Regions from separate parts of the Mus musculus genome. Here regions 2 and 3 are each linked to region 1. Evidence: chromatin contacts called from public HiChIP or PLAC-seq data. All regions are on one chromosome and are shown on one strand. Each heading gives the region's core, a stretch centred on a gene start, on an enhancer-like site or on the middle of the called end of the contact. The rest is flanking DNA. Distances are from core to core; before and after follow the strand shown.

Evidence for each region. HiChIP or PLAC-seq counts read pairs in DNA pulled down with a chosen protein or histone mark.
Region 2: an HNF4G HiChIP or PLAC-seq map of pancreatic cancer cells shows a contact between it and region 1. The contact joins two enhancer-like sites. A contact is called at or near these places in 3 of 484 Hi-C or Micro-C datasets (B cells, the G1E-ER4 cell line and nephron progenitors) and 1 of 115 datasets of contacts at active chromatin or transcription factors (pancreatic cancer cells).
Region 3: a contact with region 1 is called in a FOXA1 HiChIP or PLAC-seq map of pancreatic cancer cells. The contact joins two enhancer-like sites. A contact is called at or near these places in 1 of 39 promoter capture datasets (the C10 cell line), 2 of 15 datasets of contacts at CTCF or cohesin (large pre-B cells and pro-B cells), 3 of 484 Hi-C or Micro-C datasets (the HL-1 cell line, bone marrow-derived macrophages and nephron progenitors) and 1 of 115 datasets of contacts at active chromatin or transcription factors (pancreatic cancer cells).

The regions. Positions count from the first base shown.
Region 1 is chr7:113,589,712-113,594,231 of GRCm38.p6, reverse strand. It overlaps the pseudogene Gm33828. Among named protein-coding and RNA genes, the nearest start is that of Far1os, 27 kb to the right of the region's middle. Within about 2 kb of position 2,986, at least 43 of the 459 cell types and tissues checked have an H3K27ac peak or open chromatin away from gene starts, as enhancers often do. A contact at or near this core is called in the HL-1 cell line and pancreatic cancer cells, where this site is marked.
Region 2 is chr7:113,459,087-113,463,245 of GRCm38.p6, reverse strand. No RefSeq gene overlaps it. Among named protein-coding and RNA genes, the nearest start is that of Far1, 53 kb to the left of the region's middle. Within about 2 kb of position 2,110, at least 8 of the 459 cell types and tissues checked have an H3K27ac peak or open chromatin away from gene starts, as enhancers often do. A contact at or near this core is called in pancreatic cancer cells, where this site is marked.
Region 3 is chr7:113,418,125-113,422,339 of GRCm38.p6, reverse strand. No RefSeq gene overlaps it. Among named protein-coding and RNA genes, the nearest start is that of Pth, 32 kb to the right of the region's middle. Within about 2 kb of position 2,714, at least 75 of the 459 cell types and tissues checked have an H3K27ac peak or open chromatin away from gene starts, as enhancers often do. A contact at or near this core is called in the HL-1 cell line and pancreatic cancer cells, where this site is marked.

The sequences.
Region 1 (4,520 bases), core at 1,737-4,236:
CTAGGCTCACAACCCAAAAGGTAAGTAAATTAGCCCCAAAACATACTAGCTTTCCAGAAACAGATTCCAGTCTACATAAGCCAAAAAAAGGAAGTTCACTCAGTTCACTCTGCTTCCATCTCCTAACTTTACCTTAGGCCCTCAGCTTCCTTCACCTCTTCGGTTACTTTGTCTCATTGTGCAAAGCTTAACTGTTCTAACATTGTCAGACATTGTCTAACAAAAGTGAGAGCTTCTGCTCTTTTTTTTTGTTTGTTTGTTTTTTTTTTTTGTTTTTTTTGTTTTTTTTTTTTTTGTGCACCTCCACTGGCCTGCTGGGTCCTAGGACACTGTACAAGACAGGAGAGGTCCGTTTTGTTTGTTTGTTTGTTTGTTTTTGTTTTTGTTTTTGTGGAGGTGGTCCTTGTCTCCAGGAGCTTACAATCTAGCTCAGGAGACACAACTAATGCACACTTAAATCAGTACAATTAACAACTACCACAATACTGACCACAACTGCTGCGTGCCACCAGGAAGAAGCAAGATCAGTGAAGGGCCCCGGGTCAGAGACGGCGTTTTGGTAAAGGTGGGATTCAATTACGGGTTGGATATGTCCGAATCCAGTGACAGACTTTGGGAAGGGCTTTGGAAGGCAGGGGAAAGAGAGTATGAGGGAGCAAGGCAGGAATATGTGTGCCATAGGCAAGGGACAGCAAGAGGGCCTCACTAGCTTTCTTAACCCTCTTCCTCCACCACCCACGCCCTCCACTCCCACCATGCTGCATGCAGTTGGCACTTTCTCTTTTGCACTGAGATTCAGGGCTTCAGCTGGTGATGTCAGAATGTCCATTCTGTTGGTTGGTGGGGTGTTGGATCTCCACGGTAGGATCTTGCCCGGCTGAGATGGGAGTGTTCAGACTTGGTCCGATCAGAATGTGGTGCCTATGCTCATATCTCGAGGGTTGCTCCCCTCTCCCCCCTTCCTCTCCCACCGGCCGGTAGTAGAACAGGGACAAAGGGGCTGGGAAGGGAACTGATATCTTCATCATTGTCTGGTGCTGCTTTTCTGGGGGGCCTACCGGCCTCTCACTGACCTTGGCAAGTGCTCTTCTGATGAAGGAGCACAGGGGACCCCCCCCCCCATTCCTGCACTGCACTGGCTCCCATGCTGGGTGAGAAGTACAGGAACACCTGATGACATAGCTGCCCAGGCCTGGGAGCTGGGGCCTCAGTTGGGGGCTCGCTGCCTGCTGTCCCCCAGCACCTGCTGCCCAGTCCAGGACACCGTGTGCGCCAGCTTCTGCAAGGAGTACCTGAACCCATGCAGCAGCACTCGGAAGATGTACCAGCCAATGATGAGCAGTTCTGCCGGGGCTGCTGTTACTGCTGCCACGGTTCCGAAAGTCTGTGGGTGGTCAAGAGCAAAGGTTCGCCGAGGTCTACTGGTCTTGAGTCCACTGCTGGGCACAATGGCTTCTGTTCAATTTTATAGCCCTGATTCACTAACCCTGAAGAAAAGTCATTGATATTTATGATGAAATTTGTTGTAATTTTGTCTTTTGAGAAATGTAAGACAGGAGATCGCTCTTCCTCAAAAAGAAACAAACAAACAAAGAACACATCTAGGAGAGGAACTCTCTGCTATGTCAGAGAGAGGAGTGACAAGTGTGGGCATCATGAGAGGCCTGCAGGGGAAAGGGGATAGCTTCCTGTGACATCTGGCACATGACACCTGAGCTGGGTTTTCATGAAGGAAGTCTTCTCTTGGTGGAGAAGGGAAGGGACATTCCAGGAAGAGCTAGTGCAAAGGACCCTGGGGACAGCAGTGAAAAGGTACTGTCATTGAGAAGGAATAGTAAGGAGTGGGTACAGAAAGACAGGCTTGCACAGTGAAGACACGTTCTGCCTGGAACAGCAGCATGTCGGCTGAGAAACTAACGTACAGACAGGGAAGAGTAGACAGACGTGGGAAGGGGTGAGAGCCAGTCTTGGTCATCAGCCTGACTAAATCTGAAGTAAATTAAAATGCAAGCCAGCACCCCCTGGCCTGAGAGACTTGTCTTCATCAGATACGTGTGGACGGCAGCTTCTGCTAGCAGCCGGATAGAAGGAAACTTCCCTTTTTGCTTGTTGCCTTCACTCCTTCTGGCAAGCTCATCTATCTTGTTGCTACCACATTCCTTTGCTGATATTAGAAACAGCTTTGGGCTTCCAACATGGACTGAGACCAGTAGCTCCAGGAATCTTCTAGGACATCAGCACCAGATTAGGAATGCTGAGACAACCAGCTTTACAGAACTAATACAAGATTCCCAGCCTCTCCAGTGTGTTGAACTGCCAGGCCCATATTATGTAATATAACCTAATAAATCCCTTTTTAATATATCTTCACTCCATCAATTCTCTCCCTTTAGAGAATCCTGACCAACACAGAAGGCAAGCTAAGACAAGCTGGGAAGGAAGCCACGAGACTGTAGCGCTTGAGTGCTCTTACAGGTGATTCAGGGCTACTGGATTCCTTCTCATCTGCAGAGGAACCCAAGACATTCTCTGAGGGCTTCTGGAAGGAGGTTTGTGGATGTAACCCAGTGCCTAGCTTTACTTCCAGGGCTCTAGCAGACAGGTTCCTAGATTCCCCATATCCTTGATCCTGGCCCTAGAACAACTCCACTCTCCCTTTTAAGCCTCCAAACTAATGTGGATGCAGATAAGTATTGGCTCAGTTGGATTAGCTACCAAATTCACACCATTACTTCAGAGAAAGCAAATGTTTGCTGTATTACTCATCTCTTAACAATAACAATCAGTAAAGTTGGAACCACTGGATTGTCTGAATATCTGATCTGAGCCTATGCCAGGGTCTTCATTCCAGGGGGACCCAGGAACCTGCTAGGCTAGTCTTGTCAATTATTATAAGAGCTGGCATTTATTAACTTTGAGTCAGGCGGTGCCCTGGGTTCCTTACACACATGATCACATTTCATCCTCATGACAACTTCTATTGAGAGAAAACAGGTTTACAGAAGTGAGTTGCCTGAGGAGCCTCAGAGGCAAAGCCAGCCCTTGACTGCAGAGTTGTAAAAGGCTTTTGTTCTTTCTTAACCTGTCTTTGGCATGGCATGCTATGTGGTGTCTAACTGTGCTCTAAAGCCCATTGTGTTGAAAGGAAGGGCTTGGCTGTCAGCCTCTGGTCTTCCTGAAAGACAACAGAACATTTAGGAAGTAGAGCTTAATTAGTTGGTGTGCCCTTGAAGGGGCTGTTGAGACTCTAGCCCTTTCCAGCCACCATAAGACAAACACTTTCCCTTATTACCACACACCTTCACTATGATGTAGTATGTTGCCATTGGTCAACAAACCAACAAACTACAGACTAAGTTCTCTGAAGCCACGAGCTAAATAAATATTCCTCCTTATAAGTGCTTTATCACTAGCATTTGGTCACAGTGGTGGAAAGCTGACTGGCACATAGGGGAATCTTAATCTTCTGAAGGTGAGGAAAAAGACTCAAGCTTAGGACACCACTAGACAATGAAAATGTCATCCCAATCCAGCTCTCTCCACAGGCTCAGAAGTACAGAAGACTGTGGTGGGTGCCCTGAAAGCTGGTGTCTGGGGCTGCAGCCTATGGCATTAGTCACAGAACATAGAGTTAATAGGATGTTCCCTTCCAGGAAAACAAACTGGTCTCTGCTGCTTCACTGCTCAGGGCTTATACCTTGGCTACACAGAAGTGACTGGGTAACAGGTTCTTTCAAGAACAGAGTGGCTCTGTCCATGGGGGCAACACTTAGGTACTGTGCTTCCCCAGGGCAACTCTTCCCACATGAGATAACACAAAGATGCAGCTCACAGTCAGCTGGGCACAAGGCAAATTCGACAGTGGTTGTTTTTCTTAGCAGCTTCCTGGATGAGAACTGGGTCTCTTAGTATCAGAGGGCTATTATCCTACATGAAGAACTGAGAGAGAGACACACACAGAGACACAGAGAGAGAGAGAGAGAGAGAGAGAGAGGGGGGAGAGAGAGAGAGAGAGAGAGAGAGAGAGAGAGAGAGAGCAAAAGCTGTGGGACTGGTTTGTTCAGGATTGCTGTGTCCACCCCCTCCATCACTTTGATTCCAGACAAGGCATCTTTTCATCCCTCCCTTTTTTAAAAATCTACACTATGCAGATGCTGTTCACAGCCATGTGGCCAACCATATGTATAAAGAGTCTCCATCTTCAAGCCTTGGAGGGTAGCTGTGGACAGACAAAATAAAACCCAGGTTCCCCACCATTCATCAGTTTGTAATACACATGAAGCCTATTAATCAAATCCCTCAGAGCCTTTTAATTCCCTGTACTATGGCCCTCAAATACTTAGTTACCAAGGAATATGTAACCATGATTATGAACCAACCCATAAATTTTTTTAACCCATACTTGGTCCTCACTCTCTGCATCACTTTGGTCTTACCTGGCCAATGACCTCTGTTCTTATGGCTACATAGATGATCCATACATAGCCAGAAATGACAAATGAGACTGCTGACAGACTCCA
Region 2 (4,159 bases), core at 861-3,360, 130 kb after region 1:
ACATAAAAGATGTCAACAAAATAATAGAATATGTGAAATGACCAAGAATAGGTGACTGGTCAAAACAAAGAAGTCCACAGTCTAGAATAATCTCCAGTGGCCTCCTCTGTCATCAAGGAGTCTGAGAAACCTTTCTATAGAACCCAACAAGCGATGGAACCCAGAACTAACTGGTGGGACTGGGAGCAAGACTGAGGATTGCTGCTAAGAACAGGGAATTGATTTCATGTCTAAATGCAGGAGTAAAGGTGACTGGAAACATAATACCTAACAGCTCTAGTGTGAGCTGAATGGTTCCTGGAGTAAGGGCCAGGGGTGGTGATGAGTCTTTTCTAAATCAACTTACTTCCTGGAAGTAGTTTCTCTCTGCTCTGGGCGCATGCTCCCACCCAGCCTAACAGCTCCCATGTTAAAGTTCTCCCTGCCCTATCGCATCTTGTACAGAGTAGCCTGGGAAAATCTCATGAGCAGCCAGAATCACCTGGAGAAAATGTCTCACCATCCCGTCTTCAGGACAACTGCCAGGCCCTCTTTACATAGTTCTTTAGAGTGTCTCAAGAGAGATTCCCTACATTTGCCCATTTAGCTTCATGATGTATTCATGACCAGCTAATTTCTCTCCAACCTCTACTCCTGTTTCCTAGGATTATCTTCTGCCTCCAAGTTTCAGACATTGTTCTGTGGGACTCTTAAGGGACAGAAAGTTACTTCACCTTCTCAAGTAATTAAATTAACTTTTGCACAAGCTATGTGCAATGTTTAACCACAATTGATGCTATCCTAGTTAAAAAGTTAACTGTCCAGGTCGTCTCAGATGAATTGATACATGCAGGTTTCTATTATCAGTAATGAAACTTTTTTTTTAATTTAATTTTTCTTGTGACAAACTGAATCTTGTGCCAAAGTCAGTGATAAGTCTGTTATCAGTCATTCTTCCCAGCTTCCTTATCTTTCTTTATCTGGAGCTTATTGGCTCCCAGATAAATAATGTCTGCCACAGTTGCTGCTAGGGACAAGCTTCACACCTGGTCTTTTCAGCCCATGAATGGCCCCAGAACCCCATATCCTTAGACCTTGTTATAGACAGAACTTGGGGGATGTTCATCCGTCATGGCAACTTTTGCCTTAGGTACCCAAACTTCAACTCTCAGGAGTCCAGCCTGCGTTTATACAGCTACCTTAACTCCTGGGCATGCACTGCATTGGATAGTTTTCTATCCAATCATTTCTGTCATGTAAGCCACTATTTCCCCACTTTCCCACAGGCCTTCTCCACTTTCCCCCAATCAAAAATCCCACATGATTAGGATTTTTATTTCTCTAATATTTCAACCTTGGTTTTAAAAATGACAAGGCCATACATGCATGTAATGTACTTTGATCATATCTACCACCACTCAGTTTCCTCTCTTAGCCCCTCCCAAACCTTGGATTTCCTTCTTTCCATCACTTGCCTCTCCTGATTTACTTTCTTGTCTCTTCTTTTTGTCTTTTTATTGTAACCTGTTGAGTTTAACCGTGGTTGCTGGCATGTGTGTGGGCATAGGTTTCAACTCAATAGTGATCATAACCTTAAAGAAAAAAGACTCTCTGCTCACAGTAGCCATTAATTGCCCATAGTTCCTCAGTTAGGGGCTGCCATGTCATGTGTTCTACTCTTCCCAATGTTGGAGTTCGTCAAAAGACCCTTACTTAGAAAGACCACAAAGACCTCCGCCATCGCTGCAAAACGCATGAGGATTTTTATTGATCCAACCTGTTGGGGACTCCCCTCTCAGCACGCAGGCCAGAGGAGAGACCCAGAACAAAGAAAGAACACACTTTTTATACTTTTTATACTTTTTATACTTTTGTAAGGGGTAAATTTGAGTAACAGGGTTTTCATTGGTGTAGCAAGTAGCCCTTTCAGGCATTGGTTGGTTTGTATAGTGACTAAGTAACCCTTTGGACTAGTAACTCACTTTGCTTGCCCCCATGGTGGGTTATTATTATTTGTTCAGCAAAGCAATAGTGCATTTTGAACTTATGAATCAGCTATTAACGTCACAGCTATTAACGTCAAGGGAATTCTCCCAACAAGGTCAGGGTGGTTTGTGGTCTTTGTCAGAATTCAGTGTGGGGCGGAGGGCAGGAGAATTGCTAATCTTGTTATGATTATCTCTCTGAGAACAGCTAATATTATTTTGGTAGTTGCAAGCTTAATCATTTTGACCGCTAAAAGTATGTTTTTACATTTGTTTAGTCAGCTAGCTTCCTTATCTGGCTCTGCACTTTGCCTGCTAGTACAGTTTGGAAAGTCCTTTTTGAAGGGGGAAGGTACTGGGTGGTCTTGAATTCATTTTGGATATTACACCTTCCCTCCTTCAGTCCTCTTCCCCTCCCCCATCTCATGGTCTCTGTCTAGCTTCCTGATCTCTACAAACATAATAACTAAAAGCTACACTCCACATATAAGAGGAGAGCATGTACATTTGCTTATGAATCTGGGTTGCCTCATTTAATACAACATTTTCCAGTTCCAACTATTTTGTTATTTCCCTCCATTTTAATTATTTATTTGGTGTGAAGGAGTCAGAGGTCAACTTCCAGGTGTTGATTCTCTTACTATTTTGGTTCCAGAGAGGAAACTTAGGTCATTAGTCTTGGCAGCAAAGGCGATATCACCAGCCAAGTTCCACCCATTTCTCTATGAGTTTCATAATAATTTTTCTTTACAGATAAATGAAATTCCATTTTGTATGTAACACATTCTTATCTATTCATCAGTTTATAGACACCTGGGTTCACTCCACTTTTTAGCTATTGTGAATTGATTAGCAATATGCACAGATATGCAAATATCTCTACAGTAAGAAACAGTCTTTTTCAGATGATGACTAGATGTGGTGTAATGGGAGCCCTAGGTTTTCCCCCACTCTATCTTTCCTAATGGTCTTAACCATGGATTAAAGGCTCTGAGTGCTTGAAATAATGAACCTCAGTCTTCATATCATAAGAAAACACATTTTTCTGGGGACACGATGCTCTTAGTCTTTAGAAAATTATCAAATAGTCCCAAAGATTAGCCACGTTGTTAATCCTATATCTTGCTCCATTTAATTCTCCATAGCACACTCTGCTTCACTGAGCTCAGTCTAAGTGGCATTGTTAGTATCCTGGCTAATAGTTACCATCAAACTGTTGATCTTTAGAAGGAGAAAAATGGCATGAAGTGACACTGAGTACATGACCAGAGCATGTTTGTAAAAGATACCTCAAAAAGTTTAGGAATTCAGAGAAATCTGGGGAAACAGCCTAGCAGAAATTCTCTTCCCTTCCAGATAACTGTCCTGTTAGGTTCAAATGACTTTTGTTCAGAATTCCCAAGGAGAGACATCTGAGCCTGACTCAGTCCCTCAGCTCACATAAAGTTGAAGGACAAGGAAAAGTTGAAAACCGGCATATGGATAATGCTGGCCTAGCAATGCCAGTGAAATCTCAGTAGAAAAGGTCAGGCAAATATGTTTTGCCACAAGATGATACTTTGTCACACCTTTGCCTTTGAGGCCAATAAGGGGAGGCTTGCTAACCCCCTGTAGAAGGAGCTTTAAGAACTTATTTACTGAGACATAAAAATTAAATATGTAAATGGAAGCTGGGGAGACGGCTCCATGGGTACCACTCACTGTGTAAGCACACGGACCTGAGTTCAGATCCCAGAACTCATATAAAGAGGGATGTTGTAGTACACTTATATTACCCCGTGACTTCTGTGGAGGATGAAGGGGGGAGAAAGAAGAAGAGGAGGAAGAGGAGGTGAAAGAGACAGAAGGATCCTTAAAAGCTCATGCACCAGCTATCCTGGTCTACAGGGGAGGAGGAACAAGAGATGTCATGGAAGGTGAGAACCAACACCCAGGTTGTCCTCTGATCTCTACTCTGTGGAGCACATATGCCTCTGTCTCCTAGCCTTTAAAAGTTAAAAATGGGATCTATTATTGTAGGCTAACAGGGACCAGGCACGACTGAGGAGGAGCATCAAATGACAGAATTGCAGTACTGGGGGCGATGCTGGTGCAGGAAGCTACAGATATGACTGAGGATGGAGCTGTGTGCAATAGAGTGAGGATGGAGCTGTGTGCAGTGTAGAGGGCAGCATGCTCCCGCTCTGTCTCAGGTG
Region 3 (4,215 bases), core at 1,465-3,964, 170 kb after region 1:
AATTTGGAATAAGCGTGGTTTTTCCTGCAGAGGCCACATCTTGCCCTGCTCAGGTAAAGCTGATCAAAACAAAATGATACTGAGGATAGCGGCGTGTATTCACTGGGCTCCGGTGTGGGCGACACAACATTCCTCAGAAACCCTGAGTCTCAGCAGATGTTTACCCTGATTAGATGTCCGAATCTAATGGCCACTGCTTGGCTGTGCTGGCTGAGATCTCTCTGCCATTGAATCCCAATCATACCCACACCATCTGCACATGTTGTACCTTCCTTAAGGAGCCACTTGTCAGCATTAACCTGAAACCTCAGCAATGTACACCAGGGTTGCTTTGTATTTCTCCCATGTTATCTCATAGACTTGCTGTGTCAACAGAATCAGCATTTTTTTTTTTTCATTGCTTCACTGCCCTTTTTAGGACAACTCAAATTTTCTCAAGTACTATGTACTTTTGTATTATCAAGCTTTTGCTCCTATAAAGGGTCCTTTGGTCTAGGGCATCCCTTCTACCCACCTTTCTACTTATTGTTATTTTTATTATAAGTGCAAATAAATATAAAATTTCATTTATCAATACAACTTACATTTCCATTTCACTCTATGTACAAATCAATATACTGACTCAGCAAACACAGAATGACACTGGCTATCTAGGCTCCTGTATGTCATTGACAGCAGCTCAAGTCCAAGCAGGAGAAACAAACTAATTCACCTAAGAAATTAAAAGTAAGACATGGTAAAATTATACAGATCAAGAATGCTATTAGCAGTCATCACTCTTATACAGGCTAGTTAGGTTGGGTTCCCTAGAGATACAGCCAAGGGCAGAGATCCTAATGACAGTGATTCATTGATTCAGAAAAAGGTACATGACTGACACAGGACTGGACAGGGGACAAAAGCTAAACAAATTATTTTAGAGCCTTTACAGTGGCCAACATGAAGTAGCCCAACTTTCCCTCTCATTAAGCCTCATTCAGGTTGGCCTGCCTTCTGCTTTCTACACAACACCAGGCCCTTCCCTGTTTACTCTGTTTCCATTCCCACGCTCACCATTGGCCTAAATGGCACACCCTTAGAAGAGAATCATCCTGATACACTATATAGAGCATCGTGGTTTTCTCAAGTAGCCTTTTTTTCCCTATGTAACTCCAAATCTAATGCCTTGGTGGCTCATACCATAGTTTGTAATGACTTTTTTTTTTCAAGAGCTGATCCTTTATTAGTTACTCTTAAAGACTTATTTTTGACTGGACTCAGACTTAGAAGTAAAAGCTCTCAGGGAGAACAGCCTAAGTCTCTTGGCAATATGTCCCTGGTTTTTTCTTTGGCTTCCTTCATTCTCTCAGCCAAAAGTTTAGCTTATTCTGCAGCCCCCTCATTTTTCTCAGTGTATTGTTTCTTCAGAGCAATATGCCAGTGTTATTTTTGCAGAACACATGGAATCTTGCTTGGATGTTCTGTTCTAGGCCTCTCACCTTCTTTGTTTAAGGGCTTTCTGATCGCAGCTATCCTCTTTAGAGAGACTGAAGTTTTGGGCTTCTGCTAGTTCTTTTGGGCTCCAACATTCAAAGCACCTTAGTACCTGTCAGTTCAGAAATGGCTTGCTCTCTCTCTCTCTCTCTCTCTCTGTTCCTTTCCTTCTTTCCATTAATTAAGTCAAGACTATCCAGATTGACATCGGAACAGACTTGTACTTCTTTGCTTCAGTTTTCCTTGGTGTATAAGATTTCCTTTTACTCAAGAGCAAGTGCACCGTACAACAAGTGAAGACATCTTGCTTCATGGGAAAACCTTGCCATTCCCACCACTGATCTGGACCACATAACCCTTCCACTCTTCCCCAGAGAACCATCAGCTACTTCTATGGCTGTGTATTTATCATAGAAAGTACAAAGTTCACATTCATCATACACTTCAATGAGTTTCTGATAGCTGATGGCTGGGAAGGAATTACACAACTTCATCTTGACAGAGCCAATTTCACAGTAGGTCTCACCAAAAAAATTAAAAAGTTGGGTTTTTTGGGGGACTTAATCCCAAGTAGTCCTGGCTAGCCTCAAGGCTAGCTTCAAACTCACTAGGTAGCCAAGAACAATCTTGAACCTCTTTTAAAAATGATTTATTTTATGTATATAAGTGTTTGGTTTGTATGTATGACTATGCACTATTGGAGAACCCTGCTATTTATAATAATAGTCCACTATTTATATAATAGTCCACTATGTCCACTATGTCTTCAAGCTTGGTGCAAAATGGCGGACCCCCCTTTTCAGTGGGTGTGGTGTTTTATAAAAAGAAAGAGATGCCAGGAGTATGTTTAGTAGAGGCGCAGTATAGCGTGGAGGAAGAGAGTACCTCTGTGGGCCCATGCTGAGGCATCCCTTCCCTGCGAGGTACCAGTCACATGATGGTAGAGTATAGAATAGAGTTTATTCAGGGCATGGGGAGGGGAGTTGAGGGGGTAACAGAGACAAAGGTAGAGAAAGAGAGAGGGAGGGAGTAGAGGAGTGGAGGCCAACCATGAGCACATGGAGAGCAGGGAGAGGAATGGGGAGAGAGGGGAAAGAGGGCAAGGGGAGAAGAGAACAAGAGCAAGAGGGTGAGAGGAGGGAGCAAGCAGTCCCTTTTATAGTGACTCAGGCACACTGTGGGACGGAGCCTAGACTGAATGCCAACAAGGGGGTGGGGCTTCTCTTTCTCTGCCTAACCTTGTTTGTAGTGTGTCTGAACACAGATGTCTGATCTTATCTGAAGAATGACCGAGTGCATGACTCAGCTAGCTTCCTGCCTGTATGATGATTAGGTGCTGTGTTATGACCAATCAACTCTTCCCACCCATATGATAATTAGTCACTGTGTTATCACCAATTAGACCTTTCCACCTGAATTCTTAAGATCCATTACATACCCTACTCCTGGAACAGTAACCTATCCCCTAGAGCTGTCTCACTGAAGCTGTCTCTGGAAGAGCTTCCGGCATGCTCACTATAGTCAAAAATCTGCTCACAGCTTCTGCTTGCTCTGCCCTCCCCTCGAGGGCTAGTGGCCAATGACACTCCCCTCCTCTCCCCCCTCCAGGAGACAGGAGACCCACAGTGAACTACTTTATCTGGAGCTGCAGGAAGGGAGAGAAATAAAAGAGGAAATTAGGCTAAACTGAATTGGGTTACATAGCAAGACTCTATCTCAAAAACAAATCAGATTCAGCAACATATTAGAGTAACTGACTAAGTTGAGAGATGAGGCTTCAAGGATCAGAGGTGAGAAGTGTTAGATCCCAGACAGTTTGTATGTTCTGAAATGGCAGTTTGGGCTCAATTCAAACTGGATTATAGAAGGATTTCTGGTGGTTAGATAAGAGCCATTGTTCTCAGGAATGTGGGCAACAGGTTTTCTGTCCCCCCAAAAGAAACAACTTCCCTTGCCTCTGGCAGAAGGGACCAGTAGCTCTCCATTGACATATATCTGTGGTGTCTATCAGCACATCAAAGCCCATGCTAGCCTCCAGGCACCTACAGTCCCTAGTCACAAGTGCTCAAAATACAGTTCAAATACCCCTTGCTAGCTAGCATGCTTGGCCCTCTCACTCCCTCACATCTGCCTCAAACTCCCAGGTCTGTTCCAGATCACCCGGCTTCTCTCCCTGCAGCTATGCATCCTTCTTACAACATGCTATTCTCTGTTATCCTGCTTCACCTGCCCTGGCCATGTCCAGTTTGCTTCTTTTTCTCTCTGTTCTGAACTCTTCCAATGCCTCTGTATATTTCTCTCTCCCCTAATGCAATGGCCTTTTTTTTTTTTCAGTTTCTTTACTTAACCCCTTCACATACAAGTCTTATTAGAAACTGCAACAGGTCAAATTTTTTCTCTAGGAAGACATGCAGAATCCCTCACCTAAGAAACCGTGAGCATCATTTAAAAAAAAAAATAAAGAACTATGAAGATGAAGTCAAATTAATATGATTGGACACTATGAGAAGAGGGGAAGGGGCATGGTGGCACACATCTTTAATCCCAGCACTCAGAGGCAGAGCCCGATGAATGTCTGTGCATTTGAGACCAGACTGATCCACATAATGAATTACAGGACAGACAGGGATATAAAAAAACACCCTGTCTCAAAATACAGACAAAGATGTGTGTGATGTCAATTAACTCGAAGAACATTAAAGCTTGCCTGTAACCACTGGAAGCTAGGATGTGGCAAGAAAG